Regions from separate parts of the Hordeum vulgare genome. Here region 2 is linked to region 1. A link is a contact called in public Hi-C data. All regions are on one chromosome and are shown on one strand. The core of a region is the stretch at or near the end of the contact, and the rest is flanking DNA. Distances in the headings are between cores, read along the strand shown. Region 1 holds the start of LOC123398463 (thaumatin-like protein 1b). Region 2 holds the start of LOC123400213 (phospholipase D delta).

The links. A called contact is a pair of places that touch in the nucleus more often than the background predicts.
Region 2: a Hi-C map of leaf shows a contact between it and region 1, with 4 times the contacts expected there. The contact joins the promoter of LOC123400213 here to the promoter of LOC123398463 in region 1. A contact is called at or near these places in 2 of 6 Hi-C or Micro-C datasets (both in leaf).

What each region holds. Positions count from the first base shown.
Region 1 is chr5H:506,532,899-506,540,247 of MorexV3_pseudomolecules_assembly, forward strand. It overlaps LOC123398463 (thaumatin-like protein 1b), which reads left to right and starts at 4,271. Exons shown (of 1, transcript XM_045092931.1): 1 at 4,271-5,464. The coding sequence starts at 4,502. The coding sequence ends at 5,341.
Region 2 is chr5H:506,694,199-506,701,547 of MorexV3_pseudomolecules_assembly, forward strand. LOC123400213 (phospholipase D delta) reads left to right here and starts at 2,581. Exons shown (of 10, transcript XM_045094640.1): 1 at 2,581-3,812; 2 at 4,558-4,674; 3 at 5,029-5,223; 4 at 5,400-5,672; 5 at 5,754-5,822; 6 at 5,966-6,113; 7 at 6,454-6,602. The coding sequence starts at 2,796.

The DNA.
Region 1 (7,349 bases), core at 3,021-5,520:
GATTCAGCAAAGCAGCATTGATTTCGTATGATTCCGCACTAGTGGCGGGAGCAACCGGAGTACTAATAAAATCATTATTATTAATATTCGAGAAGTCACAAAGTTTGGTGTTTTAAGTCATGTGACTTCAGCAAGCAAGCAAGCACACAAGCAAACAGAAAGCAAGCGAGAGAAAAGGGCGAACGGAAAAGGCAAATATTTTTGTATTTTTTTCACAAGTAGGGGAGAGGAAAACGAGAGGCAAAAAAGTAAATGCAAGAGATGAGTTTGCGACGCTTACTTGGATGAGTTCTTGACTTGATCCTCCCCGGCAACGGCGCCAGAAAACCTTCTGCTGCTTCTCAAACAACAGCGCCAGAAATTGGCATATTGACGGAGACTTGGCTTGCGTTGGTTTTTCCCTTGAAGAGGAAAGGGTGATGCAGCACAGGAGCAGTAAGTATTTCCGTAAGTTTGAGAACCAAGGTGTCAATCCAGTAGGAGAATCTCGTCAAGTCCAGAGTACCTGCGCAAACACAAAAGAGCTTGCACCCAACGCTATAAAGGGGTTGTCAATCCCTTCAAGATAGATTGCAAAGTAAGATGTGAAGGACGAAAGTGCAACGAAGTAAAAGAGTAAGGCTGAAAATATGGTGTGAAGTAAATCCGGGGGCCATAGTGTTCACTAGAGGCTTCTCTCAAAATAGAAAATATTACGATGGGTGAATAAATTACTGTCGAGCAATTGATAGAACCGCGAAAAGTCATGACGATATCTAAGGCAATGATCATACATACAGGCATCACGTCCGAGACAAGTAGACCGATACTTTCTGCATCTACTACTATTACTCCACACATCGACCGCTATCCAGCATGCACCTAGTGTATTGAGTTCATGATGAACAGAGTAACGCTTTAAGCAAGATGAGATGATGTAGAGGTAAACTCAAACCAATGATGAAAACCCCATCTTTTTACCCTTGTTGGCAACAACACGCTGCGTGCCTCGCTACCCCTTCTATCACTGGGTGAGGTCACCGCACGGTATGAACCCAAAACCAAGCACTTCTCCCATTGCAAGAATCATAGATCACGTTGGCCAAACAAAACCCACATCTCGAAGAGAATTACAAGGATATGAAATCATGCATAAGAGAGATTAGAAGAAACTCAAATAAGATTCATAGATAATCTGATCATAAATCCACAATTCACCGGATCTCGACAAACACACCGCAAAAGAAGATTATATCTGATAGATCTCCATGAAGATCATGGAGAACTTTGTATTGAAGATCCAAGAGAGAGAAGAAGCCATCTAGCTACTAGGTATGAACCCGTAGGTCTGTGGTGAACTACTCACACATCATCGGAGAGGTTATGATGTTGATGAAGAAGCCCTCCGTATCCAAATCTCCCCTCCGGCAGGGCACCAGAACGTGCCCAGATGGGATCTTGCGGAGACAGAAGCTTGCGGCGGCGGAAAAGTGTTTTCGTGGCTCCCCTTATTTTTTGGGATTTTTGGGAATTTATAGGCGAAGGATCTAGGGCACGGGAGGCCCAAGGAGCCCATAAGCCTGGGAGGCCCGGCCCCATTGGCCGCGCCATGGGGGCTTGTGGCCTCCCCCGGGACTCCCTGCCTTGGTTCCTAAGCTTTCTACGTATCTTCTGTTCCGAAAAAAATTCTTTTCGAAAGTTTTATTCCGTTTGGACTCCGTTTAAAATCCTCCTCTGAAAAGGGTAAAAAACACGGAAAAAACAGGAACTGACACTTGGCACTGAGTTAATAAGTTAGTCCCAAAAAAGATATAAAAGGCATACAAAACATCCAAAGTTTGACAAGATAATAGCATGAAACCATCAAAAATTATAGATACGTTGGAGACGTATCATGTAACAAACATGTAGGACTGGACTTCAGGATTCTAGTGTAGAAACAATATGAAAGAGCGTGGATGTCGCATAGAGGGGAGTGAATAGGCGCTTTTAAAACAATTTACGTTTTAGGCTTGAACAAATGTAGAATAAAACCAACATTTAATTAGTCAAACACAAAACCTAAAACAATTAGGCTCATCTATGTGCACCAACAACTTATGCTAAGCAAGATAAACAACTGAGTGACAACACGATATATAACATGAAACAATATGGCTATCACAAAGTTAAGTGCATAAGTAAAGGATTCAGGTAAGAGATAACCGAGGCACGAGAGATGAGGATGTATCCCGAAGTTCACACCCTTACAGATGTCGATCTCCGTTCAGAGCGGTGTGGAGGCACAATGCTCACCAAGAAGCCATTAGGGCCACCGTAATCTCCTAACGCCCTCGCATAATGCAGGATGATGTGATCCCGCTAAGGGACCCTTGAGGGCGGTCACCGAACCCATACAAATGGCAACCCTTGGAGGCGATCACCGAACTCGTACAAATTGCTCGGGCCAATCTTTATAACCTACTATAATGTAGGCGCATATTTCGTATATAGTCGTATGTGCTTGCGATAAGAACTTGCATGCCATCTTTTGTCCTACCCTCCCGTGACAGCGGGGTCCTATTGGAAACTTAGTGATATTAAGACCTCGTATTAAGATAGAACCAGAACAAAGCATTAACACATAGTGAATACATGAACTCCTCAAACTACGACAATCATCGGAAAGAATCCCAAATATTTTCACCTTGTGGCATGCGGATCAAGACACGTAATAGGTGCATACAACTTGCAAGATAGGATCCAGATACTTTTCATATTTAGAGATAACGTAATAAGTTTAGATACGAAATCATGACACTTGGGCCTTATTGACAAACATTAAGCATAGAAAAGTAATAGTAACATCAATCTCATAACATAGTGGCTACTAGGGATCAAGCCGTGTGGTTGTTGCGCCAACTATTGCTTCTACAACTATTGCTAACTCATGGCGATAAAATAAAGCAAAAGGCACAAATAAATTAAAGACAACCCTATCGCTCCTGCCGGTTGCCGTACTCATCAACATGCAAGTCGTGCTAATCTATACAAAACATGATCATCTCAAACATCACATATACCACATCATGTCTTTGGCCATATCACATCACAACCTGCACTACAAAATCAAGTTAGATGTCCTCTACTTTATTGTTGCAAGTTTTACGTGGCTCCTATGGGCAACTAACAAGAATCGTTCTTACATACGCAAAGCCATAACAATGATATTCAATTTGTTATTTAGGGCATGTTTGGTTCCCACCCACACTTTGTCAAGCCAGATTTTGACATCCACAGTTTAGTTGGCATATGTTTGGTTTTTGCCACACTTTGGCTTGCCACACTTTATTGTCCCTATGGTCCATTTGTCATAGAGTCAATTTTTTGGCCAACTTTTGCCAAAGTTTGGCGTTCGTTTTTTCAGCCACGTTTTGTGGCTTACCACACTTTAATGGCTTGCCACACTTTGGCTTGGCAAAATTAGCCTCCAACCAAACAGGCCCTTAACCTTCCACAAGGATCGCCTTTGTCGAATCTGATTCAATTAAAGTGGGAGAGACAGACACCCGTCAGCCACCTTTATTCAACCAAGTTACATGTGAGTCGGTGGAACCGGTCTCTTGTGCGTGGACAAGTAAGGTTGGTCTGGGCCGCTTCATCCCACAATATCGCCAAATAAAAATAAGACTGATGAAATAAGTAACATCAACATCAATGCCCACAAACACTTTGTATTCTACTCGTGCATGTTATCTACGCATAGACCTAGCTATGGTTTCACTGTTGGGGAACGTTGTATGGAAAACAAAAAAATCCTACGAATACCCAAGATATATCTATGGAGATGAACAACTCCGAGAGGGGGAGTGCATCTAGATAACCTTGTAGATCACTAAGTGGAAGCGTTAATAAACGCGTTTGATATAGTCGAATTTCTTCACGATCCAATCACGATCCGTCCGTGATCCAATCACGACCCGTCACGATCTAGCGCCGAACAGACAACAACTCTGCGTTCAACACACGTACAACTCGATGATGCCTTCACCACCTCGATCCAACGAGCGTAGGTGAAGTAGCAGTTGAGTTCTCCGGCAGCATGACGACGAGGTGACGATGGTGGTGGTGCGATTTCGAAGGGCTTCGCCAAGCGCCGTCGCAATCGCGACGGAGGAGAAGCACTACGAGAGAGAGAGAAAGGAGGGCTGCATCGTGGCTTGTGGTGGTTGACCCATGCCAAGCGACAAGCGTATGTACACGAGCCACCAAAACTAACTAATAAATTCGACACGAAATGTGTAATTCAGTTTTTCTCCTCCACGTACGCAACCCCTAGCACCTATCCTAGCTAGCTACCCACATCTACCTGCATATGGTTCATGGATGGTTTCGTGCGTGAATGACATGTACGTCCTACTCGTTTCTTGTAGGTTGGCACGTACCGCTTATAAATTCGACGAGATAGATGGATGGATCGATCAATCGTATCGAGGTGTTCTTCTCGTGACCGGCCTTCTTCTCGTCTCCAACTGCTGATGAGATGACGCCCATTGCCGCCGCCGGCAAGAAAAACAATGGAGCTATCTCCACCTGCAGCACGTGCAGGCAGCTGATCAAACTCTTTCCTCTCCACCTGATCATCGTCCTTCTCCTCGGCGTCGCCACCAGCGGTGGGTCGGCGGCGAGGTCGTTCAGCTTCCACAACGCGTGCGCGCACCCGGTGTGGGTGGGCGCTCTCAACGGCGCCACATCGCCGCCGCTCGCCCGCACCGGCTTCTACCTCGCCTCCGGCGCCACCGACGCCATCGCCGCCCCGTCATCCGGCGCCTGGTCCGGCAACTTCTGGGCCCGCACCGGCTGCGCCGTCGACTCCTCCACTGGCCGCCTCGCCTGCGCCACCGCCGACTGTGGCACCGGCGGTGTCGCCTGCGCCGGCCGCGGGCCCGCCCCGCCCGTCACGCTCGCCGAGGTCACCCTCGCCGCTCCGGGCGGAGGAGGCCTGGACTTCTACGACGCCAGCCTCGTCGACGGCTTCAACCTGCCCCTCTCCATCGCGCCCGACAACAATGGGGACGGCGGTGCCTGCCGCGCCGCGGCGTGCGCGGGCGACGTGAACGCTGTGTGCCCGTCGGACCTGCGCGTGGTGTCCGGCTCCGGCGAGGTGGTGGCCTGCAAGAGCGCGTGCAACGCCTACGGCAGCGCGCGCTACTGCTGCACTGGCGACTACGGCACGCCGACGGCGTGCGGCCCCACGAACTACTCGCGGGTATTCAAGACCGCCTGCCCGTCCGCCTACAGCTACGCCTACGACGACGCCAGCTCCACCTTCACCTGCGCCGGCGCCACCACCTACCACATCACCTTCTGTCCCATTACCTGATTAATGGCACACCCAATTCGTTCGTTAAATATACAGTAAAATTTACTTTGTCACACGAAGTTTAATTCTTCATTGAAAAAAGGTATACAAAAGTAGAAAAAGGAAATACAAATATGTTTTTCTTTTCTTTGATGCAACGGGCATATATACAACGGTGATTTATTTGCTTATATATAGAGGAACTCCAAACCTGTCAAAAACTTTTATGAAATGACTGTATAATTTAGGCCTTGTACAATTCAAGGTGTTAAAAAAAATACTAACAAAATAAACTAATTTTTAAGTATCGATGTTTATCTCTAGGGATAATTAATTGAATGTCTATCCTGTATAAATAAATGTTAGTCTTTAAAAAATTGATTTATTTGTCTAAGCATCTTTCCTAAACACCTTGCATTGTACAAAGCCTTAGAGAAAGCTGTCTCACACTAACATTTCTAAGTCCACGTAAACTCGATAAATCCTTATTAGCCACCAGTCTAATGATCTGATCGTGGCATAAGGGGAGAATTGGTCAGCTATAATTGTTACAATGAAGATTGGTCAGCTATAAATGGTTGTAACTACGTACAAAACAAACAATTACTCCGTATAAGCTATCCTCCACTGCCAAAGACAAAATCGAGGCACCGCTGTGGAGGCAACGGCGGTGGGTGTCAAACAAACCAGATCACCTCTTTGTACTTGAGCCTGATGAAGCTCGATTGGTGCAATAGTCCGCTAGGTGCGCATGATACGTTCTCCTAATACACTGCTATGCTCCCTAACTTTTACGGCCTTACATGTAATTGAGGTCTTCAACTTAAAATTTGGTCATTGATTTTGACCCGGTCAATGATTTGAAGGGCTCCATCTTCAATTATTTTATCATCTAATACTAGAAGTGTTGTACGCGCTTTGTTTCGTTGTTGGTGTTGTTAGATTTCTTAAAAAAATACTCACTCGGTTTCATAATATAAGGTGTATTACTTTTTTGAAAATTCAAACCTTTTAATTTAATCTAATTTGTAGAAAAATATAAAAAAAACTATAATATCTGGTCTGATTCATCATGAAATGATTTTCTGTACTTTTTTTGATTTAATGTTGTGGATGTCGATTTTTTGCTCCAAACTTGGTCAAAGTCAAAGAAACTTGACTTTCCAAAAAATAACACCCCTTATATGTTATAACTGATGGAATATTTAGTATAGTGAGTGAGAGAGATGATGGAGTATGCTCTATTTTTATTTATATTATGATGATTTGATTGGCCTTTTGTGGTGTTGTTCTGTGTTATTCTCTAAATAGCGTACATTTAGCGTGTGATTGGTATGTTTTTATAGGCCGCTTGATGCTAAATGATTGGAAAAATTGTTGGCCCGATCAAATTTGTTATTCAAATCCAAAATTAAATACCTCAATTGAATTAAAAAGTTTCAAAATGGGAACACGAGGAATTAAAATAATTGAATGGATGAGCCCTTGAGAAATTGTTGACCCGATTAAAATTAGGCTAACTGAATTCTAAACTGAAGACATCAATTAATTATGAGACCTTAAAAATTAGGAAGCATATTCTATAGTATAAAAAATTGAATGACATAGTTTTAAGAAATTATTGATCCGGTCAAAATCAGGTGACTCAATCCCAATAGGAAATCTTAATTGAATGTTGACTCTCTAAAACTAGAACACACATACAACACCACTAGGAAATGAGAGGGTTTTAAACTAGAACACACATACTAGAACACGCATACAATCCCAATAGAATAAAGTCACTGATTTTGACCGAGTAAATGATTTAAGGGGCTCGTACTTCGATTCTTTTATCATCTACGCAATACTCTATGCACTCTAATTTTTGAGCTCTCCTCTACAATTGAGGTGTTCAATGATTTCCCATGGAGCTCTGTTGTTTTTTATTTTATTAATTTTTATTTATTATAATTTGAGTCGGTTTACTTACCGTATCCCGTAACGCTAATAATAAGCGATATTGTAAACACTGGAAAAAAGGGAAGAA
Region 2 (7,349 bases), core at 1,331-3,830, 160 kb after region 1:
TTTTGCTCTTTTATTTCGTTGCATGGCAAAGCCGGCAACAGTAGATATTTGTTAAGTGGCTGTGCGCCGCTGTGTTCTGTCACTTTGTTACTGGCCGTCGGCTTTTTCCTCCTTAACTGAATCACAGCAGATCAGATCTCCTGCTGTCTTAAAAAAAAACCCTCATCAGAAGAACAAAAACACAAAAAAACAAACTGGGAAAGGTACGGTAAGAGAGAAGACAACAGCAGGGTCTACTCTTGCGGTTTTGTCACTCGACGTAACGGAATTCCGTGGCGTGAAAGTGAAACACAAGCACGTTTGACTGAGTATAATAAGCCAAGCAAAGACAAGATCACGAAAGCAAAACGAGAAAGGCTTGCTTGCTTTCCACGGGTGACCGCTCTCAGGAGCCAGCCAATGCGCTGCGGCCTGATCACCGGCCGGGGCAGAAGAATGCTGTCTGTCTAATTTATTTTCATGATATACTTTTCCAGCGCCATTCTAATTCTCCGGCCATGTGAAAGAAGAAAAAGACGATACCTGTCGTCCAATGCGCTGCAGCGGCGAATGATGACGGGCCACACCGGAGGTTTGTACTAAATCCCACTGGCTTAAAAGTTGGTAATTGTATCAAGGCAGGCAGGCACGGCGCTTCCAACCAAGGGAAGCCACTGTGCCGCGTAAAGTGTTAATTTGACTACGTACTACTACTAAAACTAATGACGATGATGGGGAGTACTAGGAGGTTTGCTTTGGTCGGCGGCAGCAAAGGGCGGATCGTGTCCCGCCGCTGGCCAGGAGATCGCCATTAGTTTAGCCTGCTCCCCTGTATGTGGTTGACCTACGGCTGTATATCATGTACTCGTATTAAAGTAGTCCATTGCAAAAATGAGCTGACTCCCCGAACGAATCGGTGTGATCGTGTCTTACCTGGCGCATCCGTTCTCTCGTTGACAGGTGGGCCGTTGGGCGATCCGAAATGGTCGCCGTGCGCGTCGTGCGCGCCATTTCGCCCAGCTCGGCGTCAGAACCGGCGGTGCAAGACTGACAGCCTGAGTGCCTGACGACGGGTTAAACAACAAAACCGGCCGGCTACTGAACGCGTGACATACACTCCGTTTCTAAATATAAGTCTTTTAAACGATTTCACTAGATATCTACAAACGGATGTATATAGACATATTTTAAAGTATACATTCAATCATTTTGCTACACCAAATGAAATCGCTTAAAAGACTTATATCTAGGAAGGGAGAGATAGATGAGATCAGACGAGACGAGACGAGGTGTAACCGACATCCCGAGACGGTCGGGCGGCGCACCTAAACCGTCATGCTTTCCGTGCTGCTTCTGCCTTGCACCGGTTGGCGGGCGGAGGAAAATGGCACCAAAACCCCGTTTCTAAAATGGAAACCGTCGATGCTCCCCTCAGAAAAGAAAAGAAAAGAAAAGAATCGACGCCAAACCTACACGAACGACCCCGGAGTGAAAGTAACTGCCGAACCCGCCGGTAACAAACCTCCACGCACGCACGCACGCACGCTTCATCCATAGTGGCGCCAAAACGGCCGGACCCTAACACCGGGTTGGGCTTGGGCAGCGTTGGTGGTTTTTTCTTTTTTCTTTTTTGACGGGAGCGTTGGAGAAGTTGGATTTGGGCTGGGGAGCGGGAGCGGAAGCCGACAGAGCGACCGCCCGCCACCGAGTCCCGGCGCCAAAACGGCCGGACCCACCCTACCTCCGCCAGACCGCCAGCTCGGCTTTCTGCGCGCACTCCCCTCCAGCGCAGAGGCCACCTCGCAGCCCTGTTTGACCCGCTCCCGCCCCGCCCCGCCCCGCTCCGCACGGCGCCACGCGACCCAACGCGCACGCCATCAACATCCTCGATCGCGCCTCCACCACGCCCGCGACGTGCCCCGCCGCACACCACCTCATCACCAACCACCCACCGGCCACCGGCCCGAGACCGAGAGAGGAGGGAGAGTCGATCCCGCCGGGGATCCAGATCACGAGGACTCGGCCGACCTGAACCTGGGCGCACGCAACGGAGGATCCCCCCGCGCGCGTGACTGACTCCTGGGAGCCGGGCCCGGTCCTCCCGATCGGATCTCGCGGGCTCCACCGGTCAGCGCCCGTTACGCCGGGCCTGGCCGTACATGCGACCGTTGTGCCCGCGTTCGTTCCATCAGCACACGGCAACGCCCAGGAAAAAGCCGGTTTCTCCCCCTCTTTGTTACGCGTGCGCGCCATAAAAAAAAATCCGCTTGACTCCTTCGGTTAAAATACTACTAGTACTCCGTGGTACCACTCCAAAGTTCGTTCGAGCTTATATTTTCCCTCATTGACTGATCTGCAGTGCAGAGATTTCTTGGGTTATACTAATTCCGTTTTGAATCTTCTTGGACTCTCTTTTCTTTTTTGACATGTAATGTAGTAACTGTCCCGGAATGAAGAGAAATGAATGATGGCAAGGAGTTGCATTGGCAGTGGGAATCACAGTTACGTATGTTGTTTTTGGCCATGAAGATGAGGAAATCGGCAGTGGGAACGTAAACCCCATGCGTTATTAGTACTAGGAGTACTATTAATCTGTGGAGAAAAGTAAAACCCATGCTATTTTAGGCTAGGCTGCCAACGCCGAGATCCTCCACCACCTCACCACCCACCTCCTCTACCAGCTTTGCCGTTCGGGGTCCGCGTCCGCCGCGTGGGTGGCCTCGCCTCCCCCACCGGAATCCCCGCCGCGTCGCGGGGGCCGTCGCGGTTGCACCACAGGGGGGCCTCCCGGCACCGGCACCGGCACCGATTTTAAGATGGCCGCCGCGGCAGCAGCTGCCGCGTCCGCGTCGCCGTCGATGGCGTCGTCGGGCGGGGACGAGTCGCCGTCGCCGCCCAAGCCGGTGCTCCTGCACGGGGACCTCGACCTCTGGGTCCTCGAGGCGCGGCTGCTGCCCAACATGGACATGTTCTCCGAGCACATCCGCCGCTGCTTCGCCTCCTGCGGCACCGCCTCCTCCTGCGCGCCCAGGCAGCCCCCGCCCTCCAGCCGCGGGGTTGGGGAGGCCGGCAGCCGCCGCCACCACCACCGCAGGATCATCACCAGCGACCCCTACGTCACGCTCTCCGTCGCCGGCGCCGTCGTCGCGCGCACCGCCGTCATCCCCAACAGCCAGGAGCCCACCTGGGAGGAGCAGTTCTTCGTGCCGCTCGCGCACCGCGCCACCGTGCTCGAGTTCCAGGTCAAGGACAACGACACCTTCGGCGCCCAGCTCATCGGCACCGCCTCCGTCCCCGCCGACCGGGTCGTCGCCGCCGCCGAGGAGGTCGAGGAGTGGGTCCCCATCGTCGGGCCCAGCGGCAAGACCTACAAGCCCCGCACCGCGCTCTGCATCCGCTACCGCTTCCGCCCCTTCGCCGCCAACCCGGTCTACCGCCGCGGCATCCCCGGCGACCCGGACCAGCAGGGTGTCAAGGACTCCTACTTCCCGCTCCGCCATGGCGGGAAGGTCACGCTCTACCAGGACGCGCACGTCAACGAGGGGGACCTGCCGGACGTCCAGCTCGAGCGGGGGAAGAAGTTCGAGCACAACCAGTGCTGGGAGGACATCTGCCACGCCATACTCGAGGCGCACCATATGATTTACATCGTCGGCTGGTCGATCTACGACAAGGTGAAGCTGGTGCGCGAGCCGTCCTCGTCCAGGCCGCTCCCAGAGGGCGGCAACCTCACGCTCGGAGACCTGCTCAAGTTCAAGTCGCAGGAGGGCGTCAGAGTATGCCTGCTCGTCTGGGACGACAAGACGTCCCATGACAAGCTCTTCATCAAAACGGTCAGGCATTACTACCTGACAGTTCTGCCTCTAATTTCACTGCTTAGTTTGGCTATATACATCGGAAACGTCCCCGGATGCATTTGATGTTGACTTGATTGCGAGGAATTCTTTGGATTTTGTTCCATATAGATAGGGAGTTATTATTGCCCAGGTTGGTGCATTTGAGTGTTCAGTCAAGTATACCTAGTACTTGTTCAGAAGTTTTTGAGAGGTTACTTGTTCATAAGTAATTTCCATATTCATACGAATGTAATACTAGAACCGATGACTGTTGTACACTTGCAACAATAAACTCAAACTGAATATTCTTATCCAAAAAAAATCTGAACCTGGATATTTGGTCCGGGAGTGTTCTCGCTGTTTTCAGTTTACCATAATCTATGACCATATGTCTTTTCCGAACTGACACCTCGGTCGTGTTCTCCGAATCTATTAAATAGTCTCGACAGTTTGTTTTTTTGATTAAAGGGGCCACACGGCTCCCATTTTCATTCAAGAGAAGGGTGGGCACTCCACAGTTTATCATCCCCATCATAATTCATACATGCTCTTCTCTCAACAGTTTAATTTTTTGATTAAAGGGGCCACACGGCCCCCATTTTCATTCAAGAGAAGGGCGGGCACTGCACAGTTTATCATCCCCATCATAATTCATACATGCCCTTCCTTTCGGTGTGCTGTTCTTTAAGGTGTTCTGTGTGATAATATCTGAGAATGAGACCTCCTTTCTATGCTTTTGCAGGGTGGTGTCATGGGCACACATGATGAAGAAACTAGAAAGTTTTTCAAGCATTCCTCAGTCATCTGTGTTCTTTCACCACGATATGCCAGCAGTAAGCTGAGCATTTTCAAACAACAGGCAAGTTCAGGCAGTATGCTCGTACTTTATATGTATTATATTTTTTTGGTAGACTGCAAGTAATTGCTATTGTCATAAACCTTAAGCAAGTCGATATTTACTCATGCATCCTCTTTTTAGGAGAACTTGAATGTTCTTTAAAACCATGATACATTTGTTTGTGCCTTATGGATAGTAAATGATGCCAACCAACTTAACAGATAGCTTTATATATAAATAAAATCAGGAGGTCACTGTCATGTTGCTTTCAGAATAAGCATCATTTCAGTCTTGTGAATATCTTTTGTATTCTGCAGGCTACTCATATGCTCTCTTTTTTGCCACATTTGGCAATCTTGAACTACTATCTTGCAGGTTGTTGGGACATTGTTTACTCACCACCAAAAATGTGTGCTGGTTGATACACAAGCTTCGGGAAACAAGAGGAAAGTTACTGCTTTCGTTGGGGGCCTAGATCTTTGTGATGGGCGTTACGATACTCCTCAACATAGGCTTTTTAAAGACCTTAACACCGTATTTGAAAATGATTTCCACAACCCAACATTTTCGGTGAGTTCATTTTTGCCAATATGTTTTACTCCATCCTTATCAAGTTGATGTCGAGGAAGTAAGCTTCTGGGAGCTGGTGCCATGTGTGAATGCTTGACTGCCAGAGCTTGTCTTGTACCACATTAATCTCATTGAGTTTTAATCTTCCTATCGTCATATGTATTACTTTGATGCAGGCAGGCACAAAAGGACCAAGACAACCTTGGCATGATTTGCACTGTAAGATTGATGGACCAGCTGCATATGATGTCTTGAAGAATTTTGAACAACGCTGGAGAAAGGCATCCAAATTCCGTGATCGATTTAGGAAAGTATCTCGCTGGAAAGATGATGCCTTGATAAAGCTGGAGCGTATCTCGTGGATACTTAGTCCTTCACCTAATGTTCCAAATGATCATGTTAGTTTGCGGGTTTCAAAAGAAGAAGATCCTGAAAATTGGCATGTTCAGGTCTTGGCACTGCTCTTTAAGTTGTGCTTATGTCAGTACTTGTGAATTCTAGGCACTGGTTAACACATATTAATTCTTCAGGTATTCCGGTCAATTGACTCGGGCTCTCTAAAAGGATTTCCTAGTGATTGCAAAGAGGCTTCAAAGCAGGTTAGTTTGGCACGTCTTCATTATACTCCTTCGCTAATGTTCAATAAATCCACATCTATACTGAAATTACGTTCTTATTGTCCTTTACCATTTGAAACTACGTTCTTATTGTAAAGTACTTACCATTTAATGGACTTGTGCAGAATCTTGTGTGCCGAAAGAACCTCATAATTGATAAGAGCATTCACACAGCATATGTACGGGCAATCAGATCGGCACAACATTTCATTTATATAGAAAATCAGTATTTTCTTGGTTCTTCGTATGAGTGGCCATCCTATGTGAATTCAGGTTTGGGTTCTTCCTTTGTATCCTGTCTGAAACTTGGAATATTGATTGTTAGGCATAGATTACCTTCCACAGTTGCCTGCATATTCTTCTGCTGGTAAAACAGGGGAAAACATACACCACATAATTGCAGGGAGAACATAGATTTATTTTGCTCTTCGTACTTTTATTAGATAGGAATGGATTTATTTTGCTCGTCCCGCTTCTCTTAGATAGGCCACATTCTTTTTGTTTCATTCATGCCTTTGTTGCTGTCAGTCCTGTTGCGTAAATTCAACATCGATGTTTAATTTTATGACATGATTTAGACAAACTGGAATTTTGATCCCTTGGGATGTTGCAGGTGCTGATAATCTGATACCAATGGAATTGGCCCTCAAAATTGCAACCAAGATTAGAGCTGGCGAACGCTTTGCAGTTTATGTAGTCATACCAATGTGGCCTGAAGGAGTCCCTACCTCGGCCTCTGTGCAAGAAATTCTTTTCTTTCAGGTAAGCTATATTTTGTAAAAGCATTATAGCAGCTATTAGGAAACTCCAAATCTGAGATTTATTGAGATACCGAAATTCCAATCTGAGATTCAGTGAGATATATTGCAGGTGCTGATAATCTGAGATTTCCATTTGAGTGTGTGTTGGCATACTCCCTGATGTGTATGCTGTTTTTCGTTTTTAATACAATATTACTGTACTTATGATTCTTTGTTTAGTTCAGTGCCATTCTATTCTTGTTTTCGTTTTGGTAAAAGAAAACTCTTACTATCAAATGTTTACCTTATGTGATCCTTTTTTGCTCAGCAGCAGTAAATTTCATATAGCCCACGTAATATGTGTTGAAGTGTATATGTGGATTGTCTAGCCCTTTCCATCAGTTCGAACTTTTGTGTGCGTTGGCTAGTGCATGAAGCTTAACATGGTATCAGGGCCTAAGGTCTTGGGTTCAAGTCCTGGCTTTCATAGTTTATTCAAAAATTGCTGCCGCCCCCTATGTGTCCACGTATAGGTCTCTTGAGCCATACCTCTGAGTCTGTCCACGTGTTGACTTTCTGCGTCACACGCGAGAGGGGGTGTTGAAGTGTATATGTGGATTGCCTAGCCCGTTCCATCAGTTTGGACTTTTGGTTGGGTTGGCTAGTCCATGAAGCTTAACAATATGTAATGCCGCTATTGCTCTAAGAGCTGCAAAAGCGTAATGTTGATTGTATGAGAATGATCATTACCCCCACATGCCTACCATAT